2 separate regions of the Sus scrofa genome follow, and region 2 is linked to region 1. A link is a contact called in public promoter capture Hi-C data. All regions are on one chromosome and are shown on one strand. The core of a region is the stretch at or near the end of the contact, and the rest is flanking DNA. Distances in the headings are between cores, read along the strand shown.

What was found. Promoter capture Hi-C pulls out the DNA fragments that hold promoters and counts their contacts.
Region 2: a promoter capture Hi-C map of liver shows a contact between it and region 1, with 4 times the contacts expected there. The contact joins the promoter of ZNF615 here to the enhancer-like site in region 1. A contact is called at or near these places in 3 of 5 promoter capture datasets (fetal liver, fetal skeletal muscle and liver) and 15 of 47 Hi-C or Micro-C datasets (alveolar macrophages, differentiating spermatogonia, embryonic fibroblasts and 10 more).

What each region holds. Positions count from the first base shown.
Region 1 is chr6:58,030,864-58,036,828 of Sscrofa11.1, forward strand. LOC100737585 reads right to left here. Exons shown (of 14, transcript XM_013998720.2): 7 at 2,073-2,105; 8 at 1,642-1,683; 9 at 938-1,047. Among named protein-coding and RNA genes, the nearest start is that of ZNF615, 45 kb to the right of the region's middle. Within about 2 kb of position 1,683, at least 42 of the 83 cell types and tissues checked have an H3K27ac peak or open chromatin away from gene starts, as enhancers often do. A contact at or near this core is called in alveolar macrophages, differentiating spermatogonia, epiblast stem cells and 7 more, where this site is marked.
Region 2 is chr6:58,077,781-58,083,548 of Sscrofa11.1, forward strand. ZNF615 (zinc finger protein 615) reads right to left here and starts at 1,277. Exons shown (of 7, transcript XM_005653321.3): 1 at 1,108-1,277. The coding sequence starts at 1,158.

The sequences.
Region 1 (5,965 bases), core at 433-2,932:
AACAGAGCAGGTGAATTTATGAGTAGGCAACAAGACAAAGATGACCACTGTCGACCCACTTTTCAACTTTGTACTGCAGAGCTGAGCCAATGCACTGAAATGAGAATGGGTTACAAACACTAGAAAGGAGGACAGGAGTTCCTGTGGTGGCTCAGTGGTTAATGACTCCAACTAGGAACCATGAGGTTGCGGGTTCAATCCCTGGTCTTGCTCAGTGGATTAAGGATCCGGCACTGCCATGAGCTGTGGTGTAGGTCGCAGACGCGGCTCAGATCCCGTGTGGCTGTGGCTGTGGCAGAGGCCGGTGGCTACAGCTCTGATTAGACCCCTAGCCTGGGAACCCCCTTGTGCCATGGGAGCAGCCCTAGAAAAGGCAAAAAGACAAAAAAAAAAAAAAAAAAAAAAAGTAGGACACCGAAAATTTGTTATTTTCGTTAACATCATTATCAACATGGAAAAAAGGAATTACTTCCTCAAAAAAGAAAAGGCTCTGTCAGAAAGTGCAAAATAGATTTTTACACATATAGAGCTGGCTAGAAATGTCCCACATACCTAATCCCATTTCTTTTTTTTTGTTGTTGTTGTTGACATTTTGCCTTTTCTAGGGCCGCTCCCATGGCATATGGAGGTTCCCAGGCTAGGGGCTGAATCGGAGCTGTAGCCACCGGCCTACGCCAGAGCCACAGCAACACGGGATTCCAGCCGCATCTGCCACCTACACCACAGCTCATGGCAACACCGGATCCCTAACCCACTGAGCAAGGCCAGGGATCGAACCCACAACCTCATGGTTCCTAGTCGGATTTGTTAACCACTGCACCACGACAGGAACTCCCTAAGCTCATTTCTTAGGACTAATTCAGTCACCAGCAGTGGGAACTTCAGCCACACGACTAAGAGCAACCAGGACCTACTAATAAACTCGAATATAGGTCACCTTGCTGGAGGGATAGATAATGAGCAAAGTGTTCCTTATGTCAGGGGAGTTAAGCGACAGCGCCCGACGCTGTACATTAGGAGGTGAGGGCAGGCCCTGGCACACATATTCTCCAAGGAGAACAGACAGGGGCTTTTGAATCTGCAAGCCAAAATGTCTGTTGTGACTACACTCTGCCTTTGCTCTATGATACGAAACAGCTGGGCACTGCTGGTTTAGTCCTTGGTCTGTAGTCAACTAAGAACCAGGACAAACAACGAGGTCCTACTGTAGGGCACAGGGACCTATATTCAATAGCCTGTGATAAACCATAATTGAAAAGAATATGAAAATCAATGTATATGTGTATAGTTGAATCACTTTACTGTACAGCAGGAATTAATGTAATATTGCAAATCAACTATACTTCAATAAAATTATTTTTTTTAAAACACACACACAGAGAAGAAAAAAAAAAAAAAAAAACACTAAAAACCAAATGGTTTTGAACTACTGCCCTGGCCTGTACTGCCTTCAGTCCCAGCAGCCGAAGCTGAAACCTCAAAACCCCAGCCAGGGGTCCTACTTGTCCAAAGCTTTGGCCCTGACAAACCTCTCGGTACCGCAGACACTGACACACTTCCTCATTAATCAGAAATCTGGGTCACACACTCTCACGTGATGACCCCGGCTCAATACCATTAAGCCCCAAATCAATCCCCAACCTGAACCAGACACTACGATGAACGTCACCGCCACCTGACGCCCTGCAAGCGGAGTGATCTGCAGACGCCCATACGCTGACACCTGTGAAAAGGCCACTGATCTCTTCAGAATCTCAATTGTACTGACGCCCAGGACACCCCCAAACCCAACCACAGACAAAACCCGCGTCTGGTTCCCCTCAAATCAGGTTCGCACCTGGTTCCCTTTAAATACATACATTCACCTCAGTATTTCTAACCTCCCCTTCTGCCCCCCAAATCCCGTTAAGTCCAGACTCCACCAAGTCCACTCGTCACCCTGGGCGAAACAAAACCACACTGGTGATTTAGAAAAAAGAAGAAGAAGAAGAAAGAAAGAAAAAGAAAATCCCAGGGACAAAACCACACAAACCTGATTTTTCCCAGACCGACCAGAAGCCTAAACGTCGTACTTCCGTGAACTGCTACGACTGGTCCTGCTCCGTCTACGGCAGCCGAAAGGGAATGCAGAGTTTGAAGAAACGTGGACAACCGGATTTCCGGTCAATATGTCCGCGCCCACCTCGCCGAGGCCCAAGGGGGCGGCCATATTGGGTTACCTGACATACAAGAAGCCAGGGGGCGGGTTTGGGAGCCAGAAGCCAGAAGTGGACGGAAAGGTGAGAAGCCGCTGAGATGCTCTCATTTCCTCGCAATTCTACTGTTGCAGAAAATAGGTAAATTTTCAGTCTCAAGCTTCGCGAGGCTAACATGGTGCAGGCTACATGACTTTCAGCCGGCTAGGCGAAGAAGTAATACGGCCGCATCATCTATGATCCGCCCTGTATTTAAAAAAAAAAAAAAAAAAGATCCGCCCTGTATCTTTTAAAAAAAAAGTTCCGACCGGAGTAGTTCGGTTGTCTCTATGGCAACGAAGGACGCACTCCTAAAAATGGGAGAGAGAATACATTCGGTAAAGAGACGCCCCTGAAAGCTTCTGGCAGGAAAATAGTTTGCAGGAAGTTGTTTTTAATAACAGAAAAAGATTCCCAGAAACTGGTACAATATGGGGCTGGCCACTAAGAAGAGAAAAGAGGGGAGTTCCCCTTGTGGCTCAGTGGTTAACGAATCCAACAAGGAACCATGAGGTTGGGGGTTCGATCCCTGGCCTTGCTCAGTGGGTTAAGGATCAGGCGGTTCCCTGAGCTGTGGTGTAGGTCAGCTCGGATCCTCCGTTGCTGTGGCTGGGGTGTAGGCCTGCTGCTACAGCTCCCATTAGACCCCTAGCTGGGAACCTCCATATGCCACAGGTGCAGCCCTAGAAAAGACAAGGGAAAAAAAAAAAAAAAGATTGAGAGAGAAGGGAAAAGAGCTGCTGGGGCTAGCCAGCCTCAGTTGTGATTGGGACTGGCAACTCAGGAAAAGGCCCCCAGAAGTGGTGCCAGTACAGGTCTGGAGTCAATGGGAAAAACACAGCCCAAATCCATCTCATCATAACGTCTCATAACCTGCAAGTGGTGATGGGCATTAATCTAAGATTGGGGCAAAGAATGTCAAAATTAGGTGTGGGACATTGCAAAAAACTCCAAACCCGGGGCTGTGGGATGGAAATCCTATAAAATTGGATTGTCATGATCATTGTACAATTATAAATGAATGTAATAAATTCATTGAGTAATAAAAAAATTAAATTTTTAGAAAAAGCAAAAAAAAAAAAAACAACTCCAGCCCCAAGAGTTCTGGTTTAGGAGTGGAATATGGCTGGGAGATCTGCATTCAGTTTCCGAGAATCTGAGTCAGGAAGCCTGTCGTAAAGAATCATTAGAAACAGTCCTGGGATGTTCACTGGTTACAAATATAGTCGTGGGTGACTCCCCGCAATACTTGAGTCTTTGCTCAATTATACCCAGAAGCGCTGATTAGGGGGGACCGCCCCCATTATTACCAGTACATTACTATCAATTACTATTACTAGGCTTTATTTTTCTTGGGAGGACTTACCACTTGCTGACTTACAATCCATTTACTCTCCCTCACTCTACTGGAAGGTCCATAAAGGCTGCTCCCTCGCCTGTGGTGTTTGCTGATGTATCTTCAGCGTGGAATACACTGTTGGTACTTTAAAACAGATCTGAAGGAGTCAATTACCCAATAAGCCAGCATTCCAGACTGAATTCTGAGAGAGCCACAGCCTGGCAAATTTCCATTTCCTTCCCTATGAGCAAGACTCACTGTTTCTAATTTGGATAGGTGGGTAAGTACAGACAGTTAGGAGACGAAGGGAAAGAACTCTGGATATTGAGAAGCCAGGAGCCCTAATCCCAGGAAAGGGAGAAGGAATAACGAGGAGAAAGCTACATATCGTAATTCCGAAGGTAACAGTGAAGCTGGAAATGGTGGCAGCTCTCAAGGGTCACAGCCCTGTGAACAAAGGTTTTTCATAACCTCCTTTAAGAATGTCACCTCGGGAGTTCCCATCATGGCGCAATAGAAACGAATCCAGCTAGGAACCATGAGGTTTCGGGTTCAATCCCTTGCCTTGCTCAATGGGTCAAGGATCCGGTGCTGCCGTAAGCTGTGGTGTAGGTCGAAGACATGGCTTGGATCTGGCGTGCTGTGGCTGTGGTGTAGGCCGGCAAGTGTAGCTCCAATTAGACCCCCTATCCTGGGGACCTCCAAATGCCACGGGTGCGGCCCTGAAAAGACAAAAAGATAAAAATAAAAAATAAAAAGAATGTCACCTCAGGAGTTCCCATTGTGGCGCAGCAGAAATGAATCTGACTAGCATCCATGAAGATGCAGGTTTGATCCCTGGCCTCGCTCAGTGCACCAGCAACTGGGCTTTGCTGTGAGCTGCGGTGCAGGTCGCAGGCACAGCTTGGATCCAGTGTTGCTGTGGCTGTGGTGTAGGCTGGCAGCTGCAAATCTGATTCAACCCCAGCCCAGGAATTTCCCTATGCTGCAGGTGCAGCCCTAAAAAACAAAAACAAACAAACAAAAAGACTGTCACTGCAACAAAAAAAGACTCACAGACATGGAAAAGGGACTTGTGGTTACCAGTGCCAGGGGCGGGGGCAGAGGCAGGGGAGTGGGATGGACTCGGAGTTTGCTACATTTAAAATGGATAAGCAATGAGGTTCAATCACTTGCGACAAAACAGGATAGAAGAGAATGTGAGATAAACTCTGTGTGTGTGTGTGTGTGTGTGTGTGTGTGTGTGTGTTTATATATGTATAAGTGGGTCACTACTGTGTGGCAGAATTTGACCGAAATCTGTAAATCAACTCTGATGAAGAAAATTTTTTAAAAAAAGGTCACCTCAGAGTTTCCTGGTAACCTACCCGTTAAGGATCCAGTGTTGTCACTGCAGTGGCTCAGGTCACTGCTTCGATCGCTGGCCTGGGAACGTTCGCGTGCTATGGGTGCAGCCCAAAAAAAGAAGAAGAAAAAAAGAAAAAAGTCACCTCCTATCTCCTATAGTCTCCTCCTTTTTATTCTATTTATGCTAAGGATCCCCTTTCACTTTTGCTTTGCCCAGTTTAGACCAAGTCTCAGATCACAGCAGGTTGGAGAAGACACAGCTGTTATTTGGAACCGCCTTCCAATGGCTCATTCCCTTCAGTGACCAAATACTCAGATCAGCCCATCAGCTCGTTCATCACCTTTCCAAATCAACAGATAATTGGATGGGGTTCCTGTCATGGCTTAGCAGAAGTTAATCTGACTAGTAAAATCCTGAGGATGCAAGTTTGATACGTGGCCTCACTCGGTGGGTTAAGGATCCAGCGTTGCCGTGAGTTGTGGTGTAGGTCATAGACACTGCGGCTTGGATCCGGCATTGCTGCGGCTGTGGTGTAGACCAGCAGCTGTAACTCTGATTCGACCATTAGCCTGGGAACCTCCATATGCGACGGGTGCACCCCCCCCCCAAAAAAAGATAATTTTTAAAAAATTTTTTGCCTTTTTAGAGCCGTATTGAGGCATATGTAAGTTCCCAGGCTAGGGGTTGAATCAGAGCTGTAGCTGTCAGCATACACCACAGCTCTTGGCAATGCCGGGTCCTTAACCTACTGAGCAAGGCCAGGGACCAGGCTAGGATTGAATCGGGGCTGTAGCTGTCAGCATACACCACAGCTCACGGCAATGCCGGGTCCTTAACCCACTGAGCAAGGCCAGGGATCGAACCTGCATCCTCGTGGATACTAGTCAGATTCGTTTCTGCTGAGCCACAACGGAAACTCCAATTGGTTCTTTTTCCATGCTGGGAACTGTAAAATCATGTCAACCAGGGCTCTCCGATGTAACTTTCTAGGATGATAGAAATGATGACAGGTTTCTCTCAGTATATACTTTTCAGCTATATATT
Region 2 (5,768 bases), core at 27-2,526, 47 kb after region 1:
CGGAAACAAATCTGACTAGCAGCCATGAGGACACAGGTTCAATCCCTGACCTTGCTCAGTGGGTTAAGGATCCAGCGTTGCTGTGACTTTGGCGTAGGCCAGCAGCTACATGCCCAATCCTACCCCTGGACTGGGAATCTCCATATGCTGCGGGGGCGGCCCTAAAAAGATTAAAAAAAAACCTAAGCTCATTTCATACTAATTTGATCACTAGCAATGGCAACTGGAACCACTATAATTAACTATGACTGATTAGTATTGCCATATATCCTGCCAGAAGGCTAGACGAATAAATAAAATAGAGATTCTATTAGCAAGTAAGAAAGTGTGAATGTGTGTCAGGCAAATAAGCAAGTGAACGCTGCTGTATGTTAAGTGGGTGAAGGCAGGCATTAGCAAACGTTTTCTACAAAGGGATAGATAGTATATATTTCTCCTTTGAGGGTTAAGATCTGTCACAAAGGGAGTTCGCCGGTGGCTCAGCGGGTTAAGGATCCTACGTTGTCACTGCTGTGGCTTGGATTCCATCCCTGGCCCAGGAACTTTCCCATGCCGCAGGCACGGCCAAAAAAAACTATAAAAACTTTAAAAAATTTAAAAATCTGTCACAAGGACCCAATTCTGCCTTTGCAGGGCGAAAGCAGACAAAGAGAAACACAAGAGATTGGCTTGGCAGGATTAGTAACTCTCTGCAGTTACTCAACCCCTGAATAAAAAGCGAAAAAACGTCGTTTCAAACTCCTCCGGACTGTAACGTCTTCCCACCCATCCGCCCAGGTTGGAACTTGTCAAACCACCAGTCAGAAATCCTAGGCGTCCATAGCTTCAGCTCTAACAAGCCTCTCTGTACCAGAGACAGTGACTGCACATCTCATCATTAATACGAAACCTGGGACAGACACCCCCATGTGAAAACCATCAACCACGGCACGAATATCACTGAGCCCCGTTCCCGAACCTCAACCTGAACCGTGATCATCATAAATGCCACCTGCATCCTTAACAGAGCGACCTGCAAAGACGCCCAGACCCTGAGAGTGGAGACACAGTCCATGATCTCTGCAAATTCTTAATCGTTTTAACGACCACCGCCCAAGGTACCCCAACCTGACTGACGCGGCAGACGCTCTCCTCGCTCCTCTCAAACACCTTCACCATGGCGCTTTCCCCAAACCCTCCAATAACTCTGTCCACACTACACCACGTCCAACCAGTGGGCGTGACGTCACCTCCTATGGGACAAAAAACACACAAAACTTCACGGGACAAATGCACACACTGACCGGACTTTCTCCCTCCCACGAGAGTCTAAAGGTAACGCTTTCAAGAACAATTTCTACTCCGTCTCCCCAGTGTTTTCGTCCGCCTATGGCGGCCGAAGAGGGTCTGAAGCGTTTGGGGAAACGCGGAAGACCGGATTTCCGGCAGCTCTTAGTGAGGCAATATGTCCGCGCCCAAGTTGCAGAGGACCCAGTGAGCGGCCATGTTGGGACGCCTGACGTACGGAAGGCCAAGGGGTGGGTTTGGGTTCCCAGAGTCAGGGATGGCAGGGAAGGCAAGACGCCGCTGAATTTATCTAATTTCCTGGCACTTCGACTCTTCAGAAATTAGCAGATTTTTAGAGACTCAAGGTTTGTGAAGCAAATGTGGAGTTACCTAAACTTCGTTTTGCGGACTGGGCAGAAAAGGAATATTGCCATGGGCTTTATTTTACAGTGTGTATTTTAAACCGAGAGAGGCAGGTTTGCAATGGACCAAAAGTTCAGCGGTTGGTATAGCAGCAGAGAAGGAACTCCTGGAAAAAGAAAAGGCAATGCATTCAGTAAATGGACATCCCACAGCTCATGGCAATGCCAGATCCTCAACCCATTGAGTGAGGCCAGGGATCGAACCTGCAACCTCATGGTTCCTAGTCAGATTTGTTTCCGCTGCGCCATCACTGGAACTCCAAACCTTTGTATTTCTAAACACAACTTTAAGAAAGTAATGAGTAGCGCCAGAGATTAGGAGAAAATATTTACATATTTAACATCTGATAAAGGACTTATATTCAGCATTTATAAAGAGTTATCAAAATCCAACAATAATAAAACAACTATCCAGTTACTTTTGCTGACCCCGCGAATAACCCATGCCTTTAGATCTTTGTTCTTAAGCTTAAGTCATTTACCATCACCCTGACTGTTTCTCAAGCAGGAAGACGGGACAAAGTAAGGACGGACAAGATGGAGTTTTCAGCAAAGAGGCTAAGAAAATATTATAAAAACATGTCTCGCAACAATCTTGCATTGCTGAGGCTGTGTAGGTTGGCAGCTGTAGCTCCGATTCAACCCCTAGCGTGGGAACTTGCATATGCCATGTGTGCGGCCCTAAAAAACAAACACGCACACAAACAAACAAAAAATCCCTACAACTGCAAAATTATAAACTACCTAGGATTAAAAATAAGTGAGGATGTCTGGGACATACAAGAAAAATAGCACAACAAATCTTGTGGTAAGAATGTAAGATTTTGGATAATAAGAGGATCATAATGTAAACTGAGCATAATTGAATATGTTGTTATTCAAGGACACCCCAGTTTAACGGATACTTTAATGTGGCTGAAATTATCATCCAACTTATTCACCCATGGTATTATTATAGCCATGAATATCTAAAACATTTTATAATATGGAAACATGTTTATAATGCGAGATGAAATTAGATTACATCCTTTTTTACATCTATATTGACATATAACTGATATATATATTATACCTACTTTAAATAAGCTTTTAATTTGGAGAAAATTTAGACTTACATAGACGTCACAAAGTACTACAACGTGTGTACATGGACCTTCATTTGACTACCTCTCATATGAATATTTTATATAATCATGGTACATTTGTCAAATGGAGAGATTAACACTGGTATGACACTAACACAACTTTCTAAGTCAAATATACTCCACTAAAATTTATTTATTCATTTATTTTTGTATTTTTGCCTTTTCCAGGGCTGCTTCCCACGGCATATGGAGGTTCCCAGGCTAGGGGTCTAATCGGAACTGTAGCCGCAGGCCTACGCCAGAGCCACAGCAATGCGGGATTCGAGCCGCATCTGCAACCTACACCACAGCTCAAGATAATGCCAGATCCTTGAACCCACTGAGCAAGGCCAGGGACTGAACCCGCAACCTCATGGTTCCCAGTTGGATTTGTTAACCACTGCACCACGATGGGAACTCCTAAAATTTGTTTTAAAAACCATTGGTATAATATTCAACTAAATTACAAATTCTACATGGATTTCACATTTCTCCACTACTGTCCTTTTCCTGTCCTAGGATTCAACCCAGGGTAAAATACTGCATTTAAACATCTTATTTCCTTGCATTTCCCTTCTCCATTACCATTTCTCTTTCTCTTTTTCATGTCCTCAATTATTTTGAGAAGTATTTTTTTTTTGTCTTTTTGCCATTTCTTGGGCCACTCCCGCGGCATATGGAGGTTCCCAGGCTAGGGGTCGAATCGGAGCTGTAGCCACCAGCCTACGCCAGAGCCACAGCAACTCGGGATCCGAGCCGCGTCTGCAACCTACACCACAGCTCACGGCAATGCCGGATCGTTAACCCACTGAGCAAGGGCAGGGACCGAACCCGCAACCTCATGGTTCCTAGTCGGATTCGTTAACCACTGCGCCACGACAGGAACGCCCTATCTTGAGAAATATTAATCAGATGTTTTGTATATTGACCTTCCCTTTAAGGTGGTCTGTTTTCCTTGTTAAACAAGGATTAGGCATGTTGGGAAAGACAGTTCAAAATTCAATTCCTTTTGTAATAACATCATATCTAGGGGTACAGCATATCAAAGTGACAACACTGATGTACATACAGGTAATGGTAATATTGCCAGGCTTCTCCACTGGAAATAGCAAAACAACTTCTGACCAAAAAGAACCATCATATAGAGTTCACATCAACAGATTCCAAGACTTATAAACCTTTAGTAGTGTTTGTTAAAAGATAAACACATAGGTCAGTAGAACAGCATAGAGATCCCAGAAAAAGACCTGCATAAGTACACTCAAGTGTTTGATAGAGGAACAAAGCTTATTCAGTGAAGAAAGCTAGACTTTTCAGCAAATGACGCAGGAACACTTAGAAGTCAATAGGCAAAAAAGAGGAAGGAAGGAAGGAAAAAGGGAAGAATATAAAAGAATCTCAAAACATTCATCCCATAAATCCCGTAGGACTAGTGGTATCGAGAACAAAGAAAGAAGTCAACCATAAGAAAACTCCATTTCAAAAATGGGCAAATACTTGAACAGACACTTGCTCAAAGATAATAGATGGCAAATAAGCATATGAAAAGCTTGCCTATGCCATTTGTTACTAGGGAATTGCAAATTAAAACAGCAATGTGATATAAGTACCCAGCACTCAGATTTGCTGAAATCCAAAACATTGGAAATATGGAATACTGGTAATAAGGTGGAGTAACAGGAATTTTATTTGCCAAAGAAAATGAAAAAAAAAAACAAAAACAAAACCCTCTGTATTAGAAGATAGGCAGATTTTGGATATATGTTTATACAAATGACCCCAATGTTTAGAATAGTCTGAAAAAAAATATTTTTTAAATGAAATGGCTCTGAGGAGTAGAATTTAAGAAAATTGTTTCATTTGTGTCAAATCTTTAAGGAAATGTCCAAGAGTAAACTTTGCAATAAGGTGGACAAAAATCCTATCTTTACTTGTATACACAGCACTTGACCATAGTGAACTGTTCTGACTTTTGTGGGGACAATGAGAGAAGTGGGTACAGGAGACAAACTTTTAATAGGAACCTAGAGAAAGGACTTGGATTTGAAAACCTGAAAGGAAATGTTTCCGGCATCCAAAGACTGAGCTAATCACCCACAGACTTGGGGCTACAGGTCTCAAAACTTCCAGGCTCCTGTGTTCTCTAATACACACTTTGCACTCTCTAAACACTGACCTCAAATTCAATCTAAAATTTACCACTCTTGCATTGACACTCTTCCTTCAACACCAGGCTTCTCCATGTTATGAATCCCCCAAATATTGCTAACCTCTAAGTGAAGCAGTGCTCCCTGGTTTCACATCTTCCATCCAGGTTTCAATTATAGAGTCTTGAACAGCTAACATATAGACTCAAAACCCTGACCAATAGGACCTTCAATTGTAAACCTCTTCTGATTAAACCTTAACCAAAGGCTCCATGCTAACGGCTGGATTCCTCAATAAGTGAACTCACCTAAAACCCCAAATACAGTCATTGAAACCCATTCCCTCTTCAGTGAGCCCAAGGCCTCTCACTGGAGATCCTCACCCAGAATTGTGTTCACCAAACTTTGAGCAACTGAAGACTCCTCCAGCAGTTGCCAAAGGCCAAACTCAGTCCCAAACCACTTCCAATTCTGATGTACTCTCCTGGCAGTGCCTTCAAGGCTGTCCCTATGAACACTGAGGGCTTGGGAGGAGTGTCTGGCCAGGGTACTGGCCTCACACAGATTCTATGAGGTCACATGGCCCTGTGACCTCATAGAGGTGCTGGCATTTCCAACAGGAGTGGTCTTAACAACTGCTAAGACTGCTGGGTAGGAAGAAATAGAAATGTCTTCTGGGCATCCCAATGCCTCTCTTTGCAAAAGATGTTCACAGGCACTGAGCTTCCATTTTCAGGAGGAGCTTCTGTCCCTGTGGAGTAGGGGAGTGTTACTCTCCCCATACTTGAAAGTGTTCACCTATCTGGAAG